Linked DNA regions of Hordeum vulgare: region 2 is linked to region 1. Evidence: chromatin contacts called from public Hi-C data. All regions are on one chromosome and are shown on one strand. Each heading gives the region's core, a stretch centred on a gene start, on an enhancer-like site or on the middle of the called end of the contact. The rest is flanking DNA. Distances are from core to core; before and after follow the strand shown.

What was found. Hi-C and Micro-C count contacts between places; a contact is called where the count stands out from the background.
Region 2: a contact with region 1 is called in a Hi-C map of seedling, with 2.9 times the contacts expected there. The contact joins the promoter of LOC123449506 here to the promoter of LOC123449504 in region 1. A contact is called at or near these places in 1 of 6 Hi-C or Micro-C datasets (seedling) and 1 of 1 datasets of contacts at active chromatin or transcription factors (embryo).

Annotation. Positions count from the first base shown.
Region 1 is chr4H:558,725,681-558,728,548 of MorexV3_pseudomolecules_assembly, forward strand. LOC123449504 (protein NETWORKED 1D-like) reads right to left here and starts at 1,445. Exons shown (of 7, transcript XM_045126751.1): 1 at 1,280-1,445; 2 at 690-799; 3 at 211-547. The coding sequence starts at 316.
Region 2 is chr4H:558,902,342-558,905,209 of MorexV3_pseudomolecules_assembly, forward strand. It overlaps LOC123449506 (transcription factor MTB1-like), which reads left to right and starts at 1,438. Exons shown (of 2, transcript XM_045126752.1): 1 at 1,438-1,546; 2 at 2,595-2,868. The coding sequence starts at 2,606.

The DNA.
Region 1 (2,868 bases), core at 195-2,694:
CTATCCGGCAGACAAGAAAACGTATATACACAAAAATGTCTTCATTGCATGCACATTTTATATTTAAGTGGGTGGTATAAAGCATAATGCAAGGCTCAACAAAACTCGGTTTGCTCATACGTACAACTTTCAATACTAACACATATATTCCACACTAAATTAACAAGAAAGGATAATAAACAATAACGAATCGTGCGAAAAAATGCGTACCAGTAAGATTCTCCTGAAGCCATTTGGAGTTCTTAGGGCTGATATGGCTAACCCACAACCATGAGTACCGTGTATTATTCGAGTCACGACGAACTAAAGTCGCCATTGTCAGAGAGGAGCAAGGTAAACCACCAGAGATGGCACGATATTTCTCAACTTCTTTAGTGCTCAGGATTGAGCAACCCTGCGGTATAATATCATGCGTGGCGACAGAAGATGGTTCTGATGCTTCAGAATATACATTCAAGCAGACGTGGAGTATATCATGCTTCCGGGCAAAGCGAAGAGCGAGGAGCCCGAAGAGCAGACAGAATCTCCCAATTTGTAAGCAGATTACCTACAGTGCACAAGTGTAGATCGATCAGCAGCTGAAACTAGGATTTACAATTTCCTTTTTTTTTCAGAAACTGCATGAACGGAATCTATGAAAGGGGGGAACAGCACAATGTAAGCTGAAAAATAGGGGTTAAGATTGGTACTAGTCAGTAGAAATACTCGCCTCCCATCCACAGATGCCCTGATGAACGCAGCAGAATGGATGAAGCCCTGAGCCAGTTTCGGAGCATACAAAGACAGGTTAACAATCCCACTGCATTACGCCAAAAGAAAGAGCGTTCAGTAAAGAGATGAAAACAAACTAAAACTGCAAGAAAATGGAACTGCATGAATGATTAGCTATGAAGATACTGGGAAAAAAGGTCCAATGGTATGGAACATGGTAAAATCAGGGGAGAAAAAGAAATAAAAGAAGATAAATAAACATCCACACACCCCTAGAACTTGGAGGCCAATGCTACATCAGAGCCCCCTCGGCAAGCAATACCAGAGCGAATCAAGCAATGGTGTCTCCCCCCAACCAGAGCAAGAGACCAGTAACCCTATGGACCAGGGGAACAGCAGGGCAACCGAAAAGAAACCCGCCAGAATGCACCGGAAAAGATGAGCCGGAGAACAGATCGAGAGCAGAGCCGGGCAGTGGCGAGGAGAAAGAAACCCAAAGCTGTTGGCGTAAGATCCAATCTGAGAGCCGAGGAGGGAGGGAGGGAGGGAGGGAAGCGCAGTGGCGTACCGCAGTGGAGCCTTTGCTGGTGGCAACGACGCCGGGCAAGAATCAAGATCCCATCTCACGGTCTCTCCCCCATTGCCCTATGGTCAGCACGCCACTCACCAGTCGCCACCACCAGCACCAGTGTGCCCTTGGAGTGTGATGTGAAGGCCGTGTAAAGCGCAAAGGAGATGTGGAGAGCCGGCCCAGGCCAAGCACAAGCAGGCGCGGCACAGGGGGGGGAAACACTGTGGTCGGAACAGGATAGAATAGAGGAGTTTTCTTTTCCCTGGGTTCTGATTTGTGCTCTGTGATTTACTGCCGATGGTTAGGGTGGCAATGAAAGCTGTCCAGGACGGAGGGAAAACTGTCGCCGGGGTTGATGGACGAGTTTCAATGCCGCGTTTACCGACCCGTTTGACCGCGGTGCCTTCTCTGCAGTCGATGCCTCCAATGTTGTGTGCTGTTTCTTTCTTCTAGAGAAACCCTAGGCATGTGTTTTCTACTGCTGCGAGAAGGAACACTTGACTGACTGACTCACTTGACCTAACCTGGGATCAATCCAGGGAGAGGCCCGAGGGAAAACGAAATGATGCGGTGGATCTGAACGATCCCCGACCCGTGCCCATGTGACACGCACACTTGGCCTCGCAAAAGCGGCACGTAGAAAACTGTTAGTTTGGCATTTCCCTATGCCATGATCGATCTCCATGTGGATGCGGTCTGCTGGCTCCTCCCCGCTCTCCTCCTTGCTCGTTTGGCGCTGCTGATCTGAACTTGGCTGAGAAGGAAGAGAAAAAATGGAAGAGATGATAATCCTCCGTGCAGATCAAGCACTCCCCTCTCCTGTTGCTCTTGCAGCAAGCCTACAGAGGAGCATTATCACCCACCCGGCAGCCCATCTGCACATGGCACTGTCCTCGGGCGGCCATCAACCACCCGTCGCAGCGGTACTACTTGACATGAGCTACGGATCTACAGCCAAGAGGGCGCGTACGAGACGACACCACACGGCCGATTTGCCGAGGGATTCCGTGTGCCCATGTGAGCTCAGGGAGAATTCAGTAGCTACCGCCAATCCGCCGGGTCCCCGGATCCCTGCATCGTCATCATCCTTCATCAAGGACCGAAGAAACGGGCGGACAGCTCCTGCGCTCGCTCACGTGCCGGCCTCGTGGCTCCCTCGCCCCGCCACCGAGCCTCACATGGCGCGAGGCATCTGCTGCTGCGTGTCCTGTCCTCCCTCCACCTGCTTGCTTGCTTGCTGCTGCTGCGGTAGTGTTATTGCGTGCGTCGCCGGGAAGGATCGCCGACGCAATGGCTTCTCTTCTCTCCTGCTGCTGCGGAGAGGGAGAGCCTCCGCCCCGTAGTGCTCCCTCGTCCCAAAATTCTTGTCTTAAATTTGTTTGAAAATTGATGTATGTAAATACTAAAAATGACTAGATACATTCATATGTAGACAAATTTAATACAATGATTTTGAGACGGAGGGAGTACTACATTTTTAGAGTATACATTTTATTTATTTTCAAATGAGCTCGAAATAGTCTTTCGCCCCGTTTTATATATAAAGCACATAGTCCAGCATCCATACAACCACGATCCAACAGAGT
Region 2 (2,868 bases), core at 188-2,687, 180 kb after region 1:
ACGTTTTCCCTTTTTGAGAGGCACGACCATATCCCTCGCGTAAGAAATTCCATGCCACCACGACAAGTAAATCCGTGCCACTCCTGATAGAAAAAACGCGTTTATTTTTTTTACGAAAGGCATGGCGGTGCCTTTCACGAAAGCAAATTTATGTCTTCACAAGAAGTAATTTATGCCTCTGATAAAAAAAAGAAAACACGTTGTTTCCCTTTTCGATCGTGCCTCTAAAGAAAGCGAATCCATACCTCTACGAGAAGTAAATTTGTGTCTCTCATAGAAGGAAAAAGAAAGGAGACATATATTTCCCTTTTGTGAGAGACACGGCTGCTTCCGGATGAAGGAAAAATAGTGCGTTTTTCTGCGTCATTCTTTTGATTTTTGCTGGGTCCAAAACATAAGAAAGCAGGTAAAAATAAAAAATAGCCCCCAAAGCATCTAAAAGAATGCGTGCAGAAAAATAAAAAATAAATTTTGCATTGAACGTTTAAAACATGACACGTGATGACGGCTGAGAGCGTGCCAAACCACCCCGAATGAACAGTTGCTCCCGTCCTATTTTGTACCGTTACAGACCATTTTGCAAACGGACGTCTGAAGCACACCTCCCTCCTTGTAGATAGGGATCCGTTTAACTTTTTCTTTCTTGATAAGTAAAAAGCTGCGACCGTTGGGGTTCAAAATAATGACCTCTCTATTCAGAGCAAAGCACACTAACCAGTAGGCCATCTCGATTGATTGTGCCAAATCACATTTCTCCCTTTTATCCTCTACACTCCACCGAACTTTTCTGTTATTTTTTCCTGGAACAAAGTTGTTCAGTTTTTTTTTCTTTTTCTCTTTCTAAACGCATGAACTTTTTATTCAAATTCATGATATTTAAAAAAAACCAATAAATTTTCTTCAAGATCGATGATTATATATTTGAAATCGGTGAACCATCTTTAAATCCGATGAATATTTTTTTTAAAGCGATGAACTTTTAGAATCAAAGAACTTTTTACAAATTTGATGAACTTTTTTTTCAAGTTCATGAGCTTGTTTTCAAAATCCTTTTTTTTGTGAATTCACGACTTTTTCGTTTTCTTATTGTTAAATGCGATGGAGCAGCGAACCATCAGCGTCGGCGCGCCTGAAGCGCCGAAGAAGTCGGCTCCAAAAAAATAATAATAAAAAAAGCGCTGAAGAGGAGCTCCCCTCACTCCCTCATCAGCGGCACGTCAGGTCAGACGGTGAGAGGAGCCGGTTCCTTCGCCGTACCTTTTCTTTCCTCTTCCCCTCGCCAGTCCCGACTCCCGACTCCTGACCTACCAATCTCGACCTACATCACTACAGCTAGCGTGCGTCTTCCACCGCGTGGCCGCGTGGCCTACAACAAGCCGCCGCCGCCGTGCCGTGCCGTGCCCATACCCCACGGCCGCCGGCTGACGCTGACGCCCCCCCTCAAACCTCTCCACCTTCGCCGTTCCCGTTCATGTTCATAGCGTCCCTGTCCCTGCTTGTCCCTCCCCCGCCCGCAAGCCGCAACCTTTGGCCACTGGATTTAAAGGTATGAGCTTGTTCCCATCCACTGATTAGTCCCCACTGACGTCCACAATTTCTTGGTGTGCCGGTGCACCATCCAGATCCAGATCCGCTGTAGATCCAGTGCCTTACCGATCGCCATTTCTATTACTTAATAATAAAGTAATAAAATATGCAGCAGCCTTTAGTTTGATCTTGTGATGCCAAGCATTCGGAAAAAAATGTTTTAAGCTGCTAATGGCTTCATCCTGAAGGTGGAGACGACATGATAAGCTGTTCGTTTGCATGCGCTTTATTATCATAAAATAAGCATAGCTAGAATGGTACTCCCTCCGTTCCTAAATGTAAGACTTTTTAGAGATTTCACTATATGCTAGATACGGAGCAAAATGAGTGAATCTACATCTTAAAATATGACTACATACATCCGTATGTAGTTCATAGGGGAATCTCTAAAAGGTCTTATATTTAGGAACGGAGGGAGTACTATTCGGATTATGACTGTAAGATTATTGCAGTTCCTGCCACAAGAATCCCCTGTTTTTCTCAGTAGTAAGTAGTTACTGGACACATTTCACCTTTTCCATAAATGGTAAAATTGAAAGTTGGTACTCCCTCCGTTCCTAAATATAAGTCTTTTTAGATATTCCACTAGGAGACTACATACGGATGCGTATGTAGTCTCCTAGTGGAATATCTAAAAAGACTTATATTTAGGAACGGAGGGAGTACAACACTAGGCTTGTTGCATGTTGCTTGGAATTTGGGTGGTCCTGTGCGACTTTCTTTATCAAAAGTGAGTGGTTTTTTTCTCGAAATCAAAGGAAATACACTCATCTTTTGGGGAGATACGCTTTTACGTCGTAGCATGCGACACCACCACACAATTTGACCACTTTGCATCAGATGTGCATCTCTCTGCTCCTGGCCACGATGACATCGGGGCTGATGTGGCAGTGATTACCGGCGTAGGGCGCTAGCTCGCACGCTTGTGCAATCCTCCTTGTTTTGCATTCTCCTTTTTATATGTGGTTATTTTGTTCATGTGACCTGACTCCTACCATTTTGAACAGGTAGTGTACTGATGAAGACAGAGATCGAGGAGGAAGTCACCAAAGGGTCCTGGACTGAGGAGGACAAATCCCTTTGTGCTTCTGTGCTGGGCTTAGATGCCTTCACATATCTGACAAAAGGTGGAGGCGCCATATCTGAAAATCTTGTAGCAGCGTCTGTGTTGGTGGGCTTGCAAAATAAACTCCAGGACCTGGTTGAAGCTGATGGTCAAAGCCTTTGCTGGAACTACGCCATCTTCTGGCAACTCTCCCGCACCAGATCCGGTGAACTTGT